Linked DNA regions of Mus musculus: region 1 is linked to region 2. A link is a contact called in public Micro-C data. All regions are on one chromosome and are shown on one strand. Each heading gives the region's core, a stretch centred on a gene start, on an enhancer-like site or on the middle of the called end of the contact. The rest is flanking DNA. Distances are from core to core; before and after follow the strand shown. Region 1 overlaps Aff3 (AF4/FMR2 family, member 3). Region 2 overlaps Aff3 (AF4/FMR2 family, member 3).

What was found. Hi-C and Micro-C count contacts between places; a contact is called where the count stands out from the background.
Region 1: a Micro-C map of the G1E-ER4 cell line shows a contact between it and region 2, with 2.1 times the contacts expected there. The contact joins two enhancer-like sites. A contact is called at or near these places in 12 of 484 Hi-C or Micro-C datasets (the G1E-ER4 cell line, the HPC-7 cell line, astrocytes and 8 more) and 1 of 115 datasets of contacts at active chromatin or transcription factors (astrocytes).

Annotation. Positions count from the first base shown.
Region 1 is chr1:38,450,603-38,458,193 of GRCm38.p6, forward strand. All of the region lies in intron 4 of Aff3 (AF4/FMR2 family, member 3), which reads right to left. Among named protein-coding and RNA genes, the nearest start is that of Aff3, 170 kb to the right of the region's middle. Within about 2 kb of position 6,284, at least 3 of the 459 cell types and tissues checked have an H3K27ac peak or open chromatin away from gene starts, as enhancers often do. A contact at or near this core is called in the G1E-ER4 cell line, where this site is marked.
Region 2 is chr1:38,391,931-38,399,234 of GRCm38.p6, forward strand. All of the region lies in intron 5 of Aff3 (AF4/FMR2 family, member 3), which reads right to left. Among named protein-coding and RNA genes, the nearest start is that of Gm16150, 180 kb to the left of the region's middle. Within about 2 kb of position 1,746, at least 62 of the 459 cell types and tissues checked have an H3K27ac peak or open chromatin away from gene starts, as enhancers often do. A contact at or near this core is called in the G1E-ER4 cell line, where this site is marked.

The DNA of each region.
Region 1 (7,591 bases), core at 5,034-7,533, 63 kb after region 2:
GTCCACTCAGGAGCCTTCCATTTCTTCCTTCCTCCACCCAGATTCTGGGGCTGCTGCTGCCTCTAGAGTCCTGCCCAAGGAGGCCTTTCTCAGGGACTCAAGAGGAAGCCCTGCTCAGCACTTGGCGAGTCTCGAATCTCCTGCAGGCTGGTGCGGTGCCCAGCAGGACACAGTAGGCACTTGATACAATGGCATTTACTGACTGGAAGTGTCTGGGTGGCCAGACTGGGCCTGGGATTCTGTTAAGGTCACAGGATGTTGGCAATGTGGCTCTAAGCAGCTGCAAAAGCTGAGCTGGGCACGAACAGAGTGGTAGCCATGGGTACCGTCAAAGAGGGAAAGCCCATGACGAAAGGCTGTCTGGCAGGTTTGGACTGTCTCCACAAAATGGGGCTGGCGCGTTCTCGTGACAGCCGGCCACTAGACAGAGTGAGCCCCAGAGCTCACAATGCGGAGCATTTTCCTCACCCTCCGTGAGAGCCTCCAGTGCAACTTAGCTGCAGACCCTGAAAAATCAACACCTCCACATTGTGTGAAACAGTGGGCATGTGCACATGTGTGCTGTGCATATGTGCATGTGTGCACACACATTTGTAATGGGGCTTTGGATTTACTGTGAAAAGTTTCCCTGATATTCCTGACACTGTAGCGGGCAGTTTGATACTATTCGCACTTAGCAAACCAACTACTAATAGTAATAGGTTAGTTAGACCTGAAGTCTGAGCTCCCACAGCCAGGAACTCTTGGCTAGACAGTATCAAACTGAATTCTAAATCGCTACTTCTATAACTGCAGCTTAGTGTAGGTCTTCATAGCTCTTGGACCATTTCAGGGAAGTTTCCTTATAGTTAAAGCAAGATCTCACAACTGGTCAAATATATAGCGATGTAGAGTGATCTTCCACAACTGGGACTTGTCTATCACACCCCTTCCCACAGAAGAGGGGACACAGGACTTTAAGACATGGGAGGTCAGGGAGGACCACTGAAACAGCTGTCTCTGGACATGACAGGACCACTGAACTTGTGAAATCTCAGCAGCCGTGGCTGCTCACAAGACCCAGTAAGAGCAAGCCGATCAGCATTCTAGCACAGAGCGGGAAGAAAGCTCGGGAGGTGAAGAGCTCAGCCTAGAGTCATAGACAGGTGGTGGATTATAGGGAAGGGGAGTGGTTGCTTTAAAGGTGTAGCCTCTAGTAGTTAGACCACACTCCAGTAGACACCCACAACCATAAGTACAGGAACCCGGTAGGCTGTTGTCTGTTGTTTGTTTGCTTCTTTGTTAAGAGAGGACACAGAAAGTTAAGGGGTGGGGAGGAGTTACCCACATCTAAAATTCTGAAAAAATAATAAAAAATATTATACTTAAAAGAAGGTAAGTTGTCTTTGGTTGCTTTTCTCCTCTCTTTCCCCCCTGTCCATTTTTCTGAGCATCCCTGACATGTCTCTCCAGTGATGTACATGGATGATCCCTGCCCTCTAGTCCTCATGGACAACTTTCTCAAAGAGGCTAGAGAGCACCGAAGCCTCACCTGCACTCGGGTTCCCAGTGTCTCCACGGCTTTCCTGACCCTCCAGTAGACCCGCCCTGCAAGCCATGCTAGCTTTAATTAAACCCACACTCTCCCCTCCCCTGTCCTCTCCCTCTATCCTCTCTCTTTTTCCTCCTCTTCTTCCTCTCTCTTCCCTCCCTCTCTCTCCTCTCTCTTCTTCCTCTCCCCCTCTCCCCATGGACCAAGGTAAATCAAGTCTCAATGACAAACCTCAAGATATAGACATTTTCCTATATTGTGGTCTCTAATTAGGGAATGGTACTTACTCCCTCGCATCTGCCTGGCTGGGAACCTAGAGTCTGTCTGTCCCACCACACTGTACCTCATCCCCTAGCAGGCCTGAAGACCTGTCTTCTCCACAGAAGCCTCACTCTTCCTGCTCTGTCATGTGCCTCAGACATAATAGGCTGGTCTTTCCATAGGTAAAAGGCAGATGACCTCAGATTCGAACTCTCAGAACCGTAGGCCAAAATTGCCTTTCATCTTTATAAGTTAAATACCTCAAGTATTTTATCATAGTAACACAAAGCTGACTGGTACATATCGATTTTCTCGCTGAAGCCATAATAATCTTTCCAGGAGACCCATCTCATTTTGCCAGTTCCCTACTCAAGGTACTTTGACAGCTGTGCCCTTAAAACAAAAGGCCAACTGCTTGTCAGAGCTAAGAAAGCCCTTTAAGAGGGCATGGAGTCCTCTTTGAATTCTTGTCACCCCATATTCAATCTCTTCCTGATTACACCCACATTTTCAGATTTTTTTTTAAAGCTGACTCTCCATTTCTCCACATTGCTTAAATATCTGCTTGGGTATAATATTTTGCCTATCTGACATACCGGTCCTTTACTAACTGTTCGTACCAAGTCCTACATGTGGCAGCCATTAATGTTGCTCATCAAATACAGAATTCAGACACACGTGAAAGAACATTTGCTCCTCACTGTCGGGAGGCAGAGGCAGGAGGATTTCTGATTTTTTTTTGAGGCCAGCCTGGTCTACAGAGTGAGTTCCAGGACAGCCAGGGTTATTCAGAGAAACCCTGTCTGGAAAACAAACAAACAAACAAACAAACACAAAAATTGTAAGCTCGTGGATTAAGATATGGAATAAGCGTCAATAAACAGCATCTTTTGTATCTCTGTAAATTCTAAGAAAGGGAAGCTGTATGCTACAATGATTATAATGTATTATGCGATGTGTATATAAATAGAGGAAATACAATTTCTCCTTTATGAGCACAGAAATGGAATAATTACTTAAAATCAAAAAGTGATGGGCCTCCCCATTGGTGGAAGGTGTTCAGAGAATGCTTTGCACACACACATCTTTGTACAGGTCTGAGTGTGTTTAGAAGGATTCAGTGTCTGGCTCGATAATGCAGGTGTACCTCATTTTACATGACAAGCATGCTATTACAACTTCATGCAAATCAAATTTTTGTGAATCAAGGTTGATTTAAGATGTCCCATTTGAACAAATTTCATGTTAATTCCATGTTAAAGGGGATAATCACCTCCAAATGTGACTTTCCTGAATAAACCAGACATTCACAATTGGATTTAATTAAAGCAATATCATAAAGTAATTAAATAGATTTCACTCACCAAATGAAAACCAAGGAGAAGCCAGCAATGTGCTACAGGTACACACACATTACCAGCGCCCTCCACAATACAAACAACACATGATTGGGCTGTCGGGAAGACTCTTGTGTGTAATGAGAGAAAAATGCAGGAAAGCTAAGCATTTAGACTGTGGAATCCCATTTGATCTACTAATTCAATGTTTTTCTTTTTTCCCTTTTTTCTTGACTTAAATTATCAAGGACAGAATTCTGTATCAGAATATCAGAGTCTCTCTCTCTCTCTCTCTCTCTCTCTCTCTCACACACACACACACACACACACACACAAACACACACCCCACACCCTCAGGTATAAAAATTAGTCTTAGTGCCATCTCAATGGTAGGATTAATATAGTTGTATTACCACTTCCCACCCCAACAATGCTTAAGTGTACCACATACCAAAATCTTAAGCACCCTCTAAGGAGACAAAGTCCCCCAGGCACTGTGAGGTGCACTCCACATTTGGGAATGTTTGACCGTTAAAAATCATGCAACATGGTAGTCAGAAAAGGCACCAGATGTTAGAAAACACACAACATGGTTATCAATGCTATAAACTCATAAGGCACATATACGCTTCATCCAGAACATGGGGAAAAATGAACAATACCAAAACCCTGTTTGGTGAGTGCCTTTAAAAATCTGGATATCTGAAACATAACAAGATATGTAGATGTCTTTTACTTATTAAAAATTGTGTCTAAATCTTAAATAAAATATTGTGATTAAAAGAAAATATTGTGATGGTGTAGGCTGAGTTTTCCTGACTCAAAATGCTTTGAGGCAGACGTGTTTGGATATTTCATTGTTTTATCAGGCTTAGAAATATTTCCTAGGTATAACAAGGTGTCTTGGAGATAGGACTGTAGTTTGAATCTGAAACTCACTTGTTTCATGTAACCTTATACACACACCCTGAAGATGACTTTACATAGTATTTTTTTTATTAATTTCATGCACAAAAAAAGGTTGTGGATGCTGACCTATCAGACCAAGCATGTTGTGCTAGAGTCCCCAAAGTTTCAGGTGCCACGACGCTTCCGCATTCCAGAATTTCAGACCAGAGATGCTCATGTCCAGTTCATTTACAGACCAAGTTAATGTCTCCTTTAAAATCACAGCTCAGGTACTGAAAGCATAAGTAGCAATAAACTACACAGAGGCTTCCAGAAATGCACTTGGAGATTAAGACAGAGGGAAAACCACAATCGAATCTACTTGCTTTATTTAAGTAGATCTTGAAGGGATTTATCCTAATCTACTACTCTGCTGTACTGTGAGATAAAAGCTTTACGCTAAGGTCTTCACTTGCCTGGAGTATATCCTGTACATCTGAAGTGTCTTATCTAACGGACAGAACACCCGCATGGACCTGCCTCCTCATCACACCCACCCAAGCGGTAAGGTGCCCTGCATCATAACTGTTAATGACCAGATGATGTTGCCAATCCCGAGTGTTCCTGCGTCGGGTATGGGGAAATCTCTGTTGCTAAACTCCTCTGTTGTATTTATTTTGCTTAGCTGACATCTTCCAGCATCCTTTTTTAAGTCATTTCTACTCGACACAGAGAAAAAAATGCAGCAGTGTCTGCTCCTTGCTTAAATTCACCAAGTTGAAACCAACCAGTTATCTTACACAACTTCCCTACTAACTTCATCCCATATCTGAGAGGCCTGCTCTTTTCTCTCATGCGTGTTCTGCTTTTCCAGAGGCTACCTGTGCTGTTACAGATAGCTTTCCATCTATACTCTACTGGGAGTGAAAAATGGGCTTCCCTGAAGCTTGCCGTCCCTACCAGGGCTGAGACCCAGCCTTCTCTATGCTCAAAACATGGCAAGGCAGAGTCTGCACCTCTAAAGGATAGCTATGCATGGACATCGCACCCCGCCTTGACAGTGAAACCCATGTCTCCTGTGAAATGGCAAACCCATCATTTCTAATGGTTGGATGGGGCAGCACTTACAAATGCATTCGACTTGGCTAAATTTAGACTGCAGGAAAAAAGGCTATCCAGAAACACACTTTGGCTTGGGGCCTTTTCATGTGGCTTTGAATTAATTTATCTTGCACCCTTTACTCCCCGCATCTTGTGAGACAAACGCCAGCTGATTGAGAAATATCTGAACACTGCCATTTTAATGCTCTGATTTAGACATCGAATGCAGCTGTCAATTATAAGAGGGTTCACTTTCTATTGATTTATTTTTCAATGCAAGAAAATTTGGTAGCTTGGACATTTTGTCTCTTTCTTCAGTAGGAAACTTTCTTGTGTCATGTTCCTTGGACCCTGTATTAGTCAGGGTTCTCTAGAGTCACAGAACTTATGGATAGTCTCTATATAGTAAGAGAATTTATTGATGACTTACGGTCGGCAGCCCAATTCCCAACAATGGTTCAGTCGCAGCTGTGAATGGAAGTCCAAGGATCTAGCAGTTACTCAGTCTCACACAGCAAGCAGGCGAAGGAGCAAGAGCTAGACTCCCTTCTTCCAATGTCCTTATATTGTCTCCAGTAGAAGGTGTAGCCCAGATTAAAGGTGTGTTCCTTAAACTCGGAGATTTAATCTTCTGGAATCCATAGCCACTACGGCTCAAGATCTCCATACCAAGATCCAGATAAGGATCTCCAAGCCTCCAGATAAGGGTCACTGGTGAGCCTTCCAATTCTGAATTGTAGTTCATTCCAAATATAGTCAAGCTGACAACCAGGAATAGCCACTACAGACCCCACCCCAGGAATCCTTCTCCACGTGGAAGACATTTCACCTGAGCCTGGCCAGTCACACAAACCTATGTAACTCTGCAACTCTAACTCGGTCCACATGTTCCTCATCTTCTTCTTCTTCTCTGTTGACTTCCTCTCCATCTCCCTCATGGCAGAACCCAGATGATGAGACTCTGTCTCCAGTAACATGTGGGGATGTGATGGTGTCTCTCTCCCACAAGGTCTTTCTGCTCTTCCTCACACCTGGTGTCTGTGTCCTAACAGAGCTGCCATCAGGACACCTGCTCAGACTTATGCCAATCTAATGTTGCTCGTTTTGAGGAGAGCTCCCCCTGAGAACTTACACAACAATGTTGGCTGTCATAGAGAGCGGCCAGCCAGGACGGTCCAGGCCAGTGGCCTGTGCACGTGCTCTGATGCTTCCATAGTGACGGCCCTGCTTACTTCTGCCTGCTTCTGCTTAGAAATAAAGAGTGCCTGTCAGTCATTTTGCTACTTATCTTAGAAGCCTGACACTGGGGTGGACAGAGGAGGGTGTGCACCACCTTCCTGTTTGCCCTCTCTCCTCTCCTGTGTTCATCCCTGACTCCCGACCCAGAATGCAGTACCCTGTCCACTTCCACACAGCAGTTCAGGCAGCAGTAGCAGGGCCAGGCTTTTGTTTCTATTTTAAGAACAGTAACGGATATTCATGAGTTTAATTTAACTGTCTATTTACTAACAGCCCCACTTGTTAAGAGCTGCAATAAACCAACTGAAAAATTAAACTCTACACTCCCACATGCCCTAAGTCATACATTAAGGGCCCCATCATTAGGAATTCGGCCAGCGGTCATAGAGTGGCGCAGACCCTGATGTCTGTGTTTGGGTTTTATCTAAATGTTACTATGTATCACACCCTCCTCTGCCACTACAGAAATACAATTTTTATTATGCTTGTTGATTTCCCTTGTATTTGATGAATAAGCTGATATACTTTTTCTGCATGAGAAAAAGAATATTAAATCCAGTCCTGAGGAATGTGTGGCTGGAGACAAAGAGGAAAGAACTCTCATAAGTCCTAACGATATTTAACACACCTCCTCTCCTTTCTCTTAAGCCAGCTGAGTTCGGGCCATTCTTAGATTTGAGGAAGCCATTACAAAGTCAAGAGAAAACCCTAAATAAATAATACATCAACTGTCAAACATACAAAACCGCAGTGACCGTCCTTTGTGGGCTGCTCTTGCCAGAAGAAGAGTTAACAGTGAGGCCAGATTTTAAATATGGTGATGTCAGCTATCTGGGCAGCCATGATTGGGATGGTAAGGCCATGGCAGATGTTAGGGTGGCAGAATCCTCAAGATCCCACATCAGCATTATTAACCCATCTTACAGAGAAGGAAGCAGAGGCAAGAAGGTTAAGAGACATCCCCAGGTACAGAATTAGGAGACAGAAGCGGTGGGCTTGAGACTGGGTTTTCAGCCACCCGCTGGACATTTATGGACATTTAAGCTGTAGCACAGGGACAAACCCTACTATCTCTGTTTGGTGTCAGAGAACTGTGACACTGTGCTATGGTGTCGAATTCTAAGAGCTGGGTATCTAAAGGCGGTTTAACATTTTACGAGCTTGACATGGTGAAGGTTAACTCCTCTGATGATTCATCAAGATGTCTTGTTAAAAGTGGCAGAATTATGACTGG
Region 2 (7,304 bases), core at 496-2,995:
TTGCAAAGCTCTTCTACTTTATACCCTACTATGTTTTTTGACTTTGTGTTCAAGAACGGAGTCAGGGAAGAAAGATGGTGTCTATGCTCTGATTGCTACTCGGGCTTCCACTGGGGTCCTGACAGGGCATCCCTCTTGAGCCTTCTAGCCCATTGGCCATTGCACAAATCCCTACCCTTCCCCAAGGAGTAGCACTTTAGCTTCCTCCTGTCCTCCCCTGGTCAGCGAGGCTTCCAGCAGGGTCCCTCATGATGCATTTCTGGTACGCCTGCTTTTGTGCCCCGGGGCTGAGAGAAGGTGAGTGTATGTTTTGGCAGAGGCTGTAGCTGCTGTAGCTGTTGCTCACTCCCCTCCTCTGTAGAGGGATGCAGCTCTGCAGGCTGACCTTCTGTGTCCTTCCTGTAAGCTGAGACTCTGATCAGGAAGAGAGGCAGGGTACATGGGTCTGTCTGGATGGATGTTCATAGGTGAGGTCAGGATTCTCCCAGGTCTCCCCTACAGGTGCCAGGTAGAGACAAAACCTGCCAGAGGGGGCGAACCTACTAGCATGAATTGTTCATGGCTGTGAGCCTACCTTTAACCTTTAGCAAGTATTTCAGTTTCTAGTTGGACTTCTCATAGGTATCATGGCCTTGATTATTCTCTCATGTAAGTAACACCCAGGTCTCGTGTTGTCCTGAAGCGCCCCCTGCCCCCAACATACACACACTCTATAGCTTGAGCTGTTTGCTCTGCAACTTGAGGTCTTCTGAGTTTTGTGAAAGTCACTGATGTCCTGGTCCTCTGTCATTTTCTCTCACAGTGGGGCCAGTGTTCCTAAAGGAAGTCAGCTCTAAGCTACAAGATGATTAATATTTTAGGGAGAACTTTCTCAAGTTCTGTGCAGTTAATTCTACACCTAGTGAGACACACTGACCACTGTTGTGCTAGAAAATAAAACTCATCAAGAGACCCTGCTTCCAATGCTGGGTATTTCATGCACTGTTCTTCGTGTTTCAAGTAAACACAGGTTAACATCATGAACGATTCACACAGATGAGACCTTCCACCAAAGACCAAGCCAAGCTTGGTAATTTTGGACACTGTTTAGTTCCTACAAAGACATGAATTTTCTACATGTAAACTTCCACTTCTTCCTTCAGAGACAAAAAGCTATCAACCAACTGCTTATCAAACAAATGGCCCACCAGGGGGTGCAGTCTGCACTGGTTTCTGTTGTGGTCGCTCACTGTATGGACCTGAACTGTGGCAAAACCACTTTAAGAAGTGACTCAGAACATTCTACTGCTCCAAGAAAGACTATTCTTTGTGTTTTATTGTTTGACAAGCAATTTCAAAAGATTTTTTTTTAACACTTTTGTCTTACAAATTAGGGCCAAGTTGTAAAGAAACTAAGCAAGTATTTAAATTCCTCAGGGAAGTTCATACTAATGTTAAGTCTTTCCTATAATCAGTAATACTTTAGCAAAAAAAAAAAATTAGCAAATATCCTAGAACTATATGTTCTATACTGAGATTTCAAGTCAGCGTCATTTCTAACAAATCTGAAACGTCATTTCAACAGTAAGAACGAAGGCAGCTAACGGCTGTCAGTTCCAAAATAAAATGTTTGTTCTAGTCACAGGTTTACAGAGCTCTCCTCCAGAAGCACATGTAATGAATGAAGACACGCTGTTAGACATGCTGATTCACTGGGACACGTGAGTTCGAAAATGTATCTAGCAGGAGCCGTTCCAGGCATATGCAACAGTGGATGAGAACAGCGGCTTTCCCTGGGAAAATGAGTGTGCCCCACACTGCAGTCTGCACTGGCTCTAAGTCACATGCTCAGTAAGCTACTGCTTAAGGCAGACTCAGCTGGAAACTCTTCCCCTGGCAGCCAGGAGGGCGGTGGCTTCTGCACTGCAGTCCCACCTGCTGGGTCCTTACTCTGGGTCTTTGCCTTCTCCTCCCCCTGAGATCCAGTGCTGCTCTTCCTGAGGTGACAAGGGGACTACCGTGTACCACAGGGCTCCCAGAGAGTAGTAACCACCCAGGCCATTGCAAAAAAAAAAAAAAAAAGAAAAAAGAAAAAAAAAAGTCTGGCATTTTGAGGTGTGTTGTTAAATAACTGATTATGTATGCTCCAGGCTGACACACAGGGACTATCAAAGTGTCTCTCTGCTTGCACAGTTCCTTCATGGGGTGGCTTAGACATCCAAAGCCTCGGTCCTATACTTCAGGAACAGTTAGCAGCCCCCTCCTACCCTCCACAAACAGAAACAGTCAAAGCAGCCATGATGTGTCTTCTTCAGGCTGAAGGGAGTGAGGTAGACTAGATCCAAGGGTCTTGAGGTACTTGCGCAACAGTCAGTCGGATGTTTAAAAACATGCGATTGGTTTTTGTTTTGTTTTGTTTTTTTAACACAGTTGTTCCTGGGTAGCCACTGGGGATTGGTCCCCTGAAGGCATGCAGATCTGTAAATGCTCAAATCCTTTGTGTAACACGGTACGGTTTTTGTACAAAACCTACAAATGCCTTCCCATATGGTTTATGTCATCTCTAGATGACTAGAATACCCAACACAATGTGTTGAACAATGACTAGTGACATGGAGCAAGTCTAAGCATGTAAGCACAGATGTGGACATACTAGGTCTCACATCATGGCTCAGCACTGAGGCACGAGGCAGCGGACACCACACTTGAATCGCTGGAGAGAGCCTGGGATCTGTGAGGAGGTGGAGGCTGCAGGGGCCACACCCACACATCACACACACTCAGCGACAGCCTTGGCACACCATTCAGACTGTGGAGCTGCTTTCAGGACTCGTTCCTATGCTCCACAGGCCTGGGGAGCCTGTGGGAACAGAGGACTGGCTGTACTCTGCAGGGTATAAAAGAGCCCCAGGCTGCACAGTGGGAGACCTCAGTTTAAACTCTGCTCTGTGTGCTATGGCCTCTACCTCTCTCTTTCTACCTGGAAGACAGGGAGGGCACTACAATGAGGGAACACGGGTAACTCATGTGAAGGACACCCCAGCAGCACATGTTAAGCCAGGCTGCAGGGAATAGTGGAATAATTGAAGCATACTTCCAATCATGGAACTTGTTTAGCCTCGGATATTTCCTTTCATGTTTATGGGTAAAGGGTTCAGGACATGTCCTCTGAAGGTCTGTGAGTTTTCCTGACACTAACACAGTAGGCTTTGGGTGGAGGGATTTTCAAACCCAAATGATTGCTAATCTTGTTTCTTAAATATTCCTTCTGACTTACTACTTTGTTCTCTGGCCCTTTAGTTGAGTTTCCTGTAGAGGCATGTGCTTTTGCTTTTGATGTGGCACATACTTGAAAAAAAAAAACCTTATTAAACAGAGGAGCCCCATGGCACCTGGAGCTGACGCTCCATCCCCGGCCTACTCCGAACAAGTCTCCCTTTGTGTTCTTTTGTGCTAAAGTGATTAATCATCTTACCATCCAAGGGCTGCTGACAATCTTTCTAGATGATTCCGGCTACCGTGACCTCCACCCCCACCCCCCAGCATCAGCACTTGTCTCTCACACTCCTGGAACCTCTTCTTTATTCACACACAATGGGCCGGCTCCTCCTTTCATACAACAATAACCAGCTACGTTTACATCTCGCCTTTTTCCCTCCCGAGTTCGGGGCTCAGGTCAGGCAGGATGTAGTGATGACTTCAATGAGCAGGCAAGGAAATGAAAAGTTAAAAAGTCAAGATGATGAAGCCTGTTGGCAGAGCGGAGGGGGGCTCTCTCCCTAATGGAAGGGGACCTGTTGTGGCTTCTTTTCTGGGTTACATCATTCTCAGAACACACGATGCCTGGGGATTCTTTTCTCCATCTTCCCCTTTCCTCTGGTGAGCATCAACACTCTTCTGAGGCTCTGTATTTGAAGACCATGGAGGTCAGCCTTGGCCTCACCAGGCCCTTAATCTCTAATTTGGTTTTCTGAGACATGGCTGAGGTAGGACTCAGGAGCTGATCATTTAAAAACAAGTGTTCAACAGCAATTCTTGCTAACTTTAAACTTTAAAAAGCCCATCTGTTTTGTCCTCTTACAAGTACATACTGTTAAAATGAATTTTAAATGCATATTTAAAGAAATGACCCCACATATAAATTATTCCTTGAGATGGAAAAGCTAAACTTGGAGAGGAGACAAACATATGTAAGTAGTCTGAAACATGCTCATTAGGATGAAATACCACGGTGATTTCAAGTGTGGAGTTCATATCTGCAACAAATCTGTACTTGAAAATATTTACAGGTAGCCAAAGCCTAGAGTTTTAAACTGTTGTGTCATAGACTGATAATAAGAATGAAGTTTTTTTTTTTTTTTAAAACCCAGGGCTTTCTGTATCAGAGGCAGGGAATGAGTTTATCCTCTGCCCCCTCTGTTCTTGATATTTTAAAGCCAATTTCAGAAAAAATTGGCTTTCTAAGTTTTTTTAGTTCAAATGAGCTAAATATCTGTAAGATCAGATAGGTAAAGAATGATGCCTTATTTAAAATATATAATAGTTCCCAGAATAGATGCTCTCATCTTTCAAGTCTCTATCTCTTCTATCGTCAAGCTATCATTATCTATGTTAGAAATTATTTTTCAGAGATCTGTGTGCATACAATGGTAATTTGCATCAAATCAATGTAATTCCACAACCCTCAATTTGGAAAAAAAAAAAGTAACAGAGAACACTGTGTGTGGTTTTCATAATAAATACAAGTTTTAAATATGAGCCTTGAGCTGATCACTCTGGGTGGATGTTTTAATTTTTTTGAGAGACGTTTTGCATAGACCACATTAGCAGTGAAATCGCTTTGACTTGCAGCCCTTGATTCTACAGTAGCAACATGCTAATTAACCAAATTATCCTTGCAAACTTATTATCTTGATTTCTCCAACTTGTAAAATTCATTATCTATCAAAATGAAAAACCCAATCTCATAAAAGACAATCAAGACGCAGGCGGCAGATACAAAAGGCCCAGGCTTTCCTGATGTGCTGCAGTAACAGCCAGATTCTCTTCCACTTCTGACCACCAATCACTGGCAGTAAACTTTCATCTCTGTTTACCATGTGGTGTGTGATACGGCGGTGCTGGTAGTCCCCAGAGAAGTAATGTTTTAAGGGAAAAACCACCTCAAGTGTTTTTGCTATAGTTCTGGAAGACAGTATGAAGATCAGGAACAAGTAACAAGCATTCATTCACTCATTCATTCATTCATTCATTCATTCATGCATGCCTCCTTATACACTTGCTCAGCATTTATTAAGCATCTCTTATGGGCTCGTCAACGCAGATGGACCAGTGAGAGATAAGAAAGGCTCCCAGGTAACGGGTATTAGAAAGTGAACACAGGTTCTTGGGATCACAGACTAGGAGCCGCTATCTCGGATCTGGGGAATGAGAAAGGTTCCTAGAGAGAATGCTGCATCAAGGGGAAAAAAAAGGAGTCAGTCAGCTGAATTTGTGGCCTGAAGGTAAGTAATCGAGGCAGGACCCAGGGGTAGAGCCAGAGGTGGTGACAGTCTTGCAGAGAAGGAATTAAAGTTTGAAGTGCAGACTGGGAAAACATGGCTGGACCAACATACGGGGGCTGAGAACACAGGGCATTGCAGATCACAGCCAGGAATCTGGCTGTCCTGAGCTTGGGAGAGGCTGGTAAAATGTAGGCTTTGGGAAGCTGGTTCTGTGCACACTGTGGCGAGCTAGTTAGACAGGGGATAGATGCCAAAGGTCAGTGGGCAACCTCCTGGAATAATCTAGGCTGGAAAGGGTGGTGCTCTGACCTGGACAGGAGGTGGGGGAATAAGAGGGGGCGGGGAAGGAGAGAAAGGGGGAGGAGGGAGGGAGAATGAGAATATGAAAACTTGTTTGGAGAAGAACTGACTGAGAGGGAGGCAGGCGGAGAGAAGGATCCAATAGCTTTAGCAGCCACTTGACAACAATATTCACCCAGGAGGAAAAGGTGTTAAGAGATGTGAGGTAAGGTTAAGGTAGAGGTGTTAAAAACCTGTGGGAATGGGGATAGCCGGACAGGTGAGCATGACATCCAGGAAACAGAACAGGGTTCAAGGAATACATCAGCACCTATCAGCAACGAGAATAACAGGAGGAGATAATGAAAGCCACCAACATCCCAGATAGCTAGAGGAAGGGAGGACATGAAAGCCAGGAGGAATCTTAAAAAAGGGTACAGTGGGGAGAGATGCCAGACACGCACTTGACCACAAGTGCTGCCATGAGCATCATCCCTGTGCCCCCCATGAGCATGTGTGGGGTCGTGACCTTCTCAGTACAAGTTGATTTACAGGTATGGAACGAAAGTCAGGCAGCAGAGAAGGCAAAGTGGGAACTAAGCTGCTGAGAGCTTAGCCTCCCTAGGAGTTGGGGAGGAGCTCCAGGGAATGCAGCTCTGGAGAAAACCCGCCTTGTCTCTATGATTTGTTGTTGTTGTTGTTGTTGTTGTTGTTAGTCAGATCAAAGTGCTTTGGAACACTTACACGTGTACTCCGAATACAGGAAGCTACCGGAGACACAGTGGTTACAAAGCAGTAGAAATGCTTGCTAGCTCTTGAGTCAGCTACAGTGGAGGATGGGGTGTGGGAGCATGGGAGAGGGTTGGTCCCAAGTGGGAAGAGAGCGCCCAGAAGGAAGGAGGGAGGGGCAACATGGAAGAATGGCCAAGTGTCTAGCATCAGCAGCCTGGATTACAGGGCTCCAGGAAGGTGGGGTCTCTGCCCGGTTCACTCAGCTATCCTGGTGCCCAGAACCGTGAGAAGCTGAAGCCAGCAGGTCCTACGACACCCAAGGGAGATGCTAGTCTGCCAAGTACAGGGACTGTGAAACACTTACTTGGGGTCAGTGGCACAGCAAGCAGATCAGCCCAGTCAGGCATTCCCAAACGCTGGCCACACCAAATGCTTCCTCAGTAGAAAAGCTTACTCTGTGCCAGAAGCCTGGCAGATAAGGGCACAGCATCTGAAGAGGGACAGAGCAACTGAGGTGATAGAGTTCCATGAGTGGGATGTTCAGAAAATGTTTCTAAAAGAGCCTCTTTGGGTACTAAGGTTAAAGGCAGTGGCGGATTGTGATCTAGCCTTGGTAGGTCTCTGGGTTCTCTCCCAAACACCCTTGCCCCAATAAAAGATCCCTTGGGGAACTGAGGACAAAGAAATACTGATGAGGACAGGGTATGACCAGTGCTCACAGTGAGCTGAGTCGAGTTCCTTGAAGGGAGAGTGCATAGTAAGGGAGGCAAGTCCAGCATAGCCCGGGGACCCTGCTGCGTGGCATGGGGC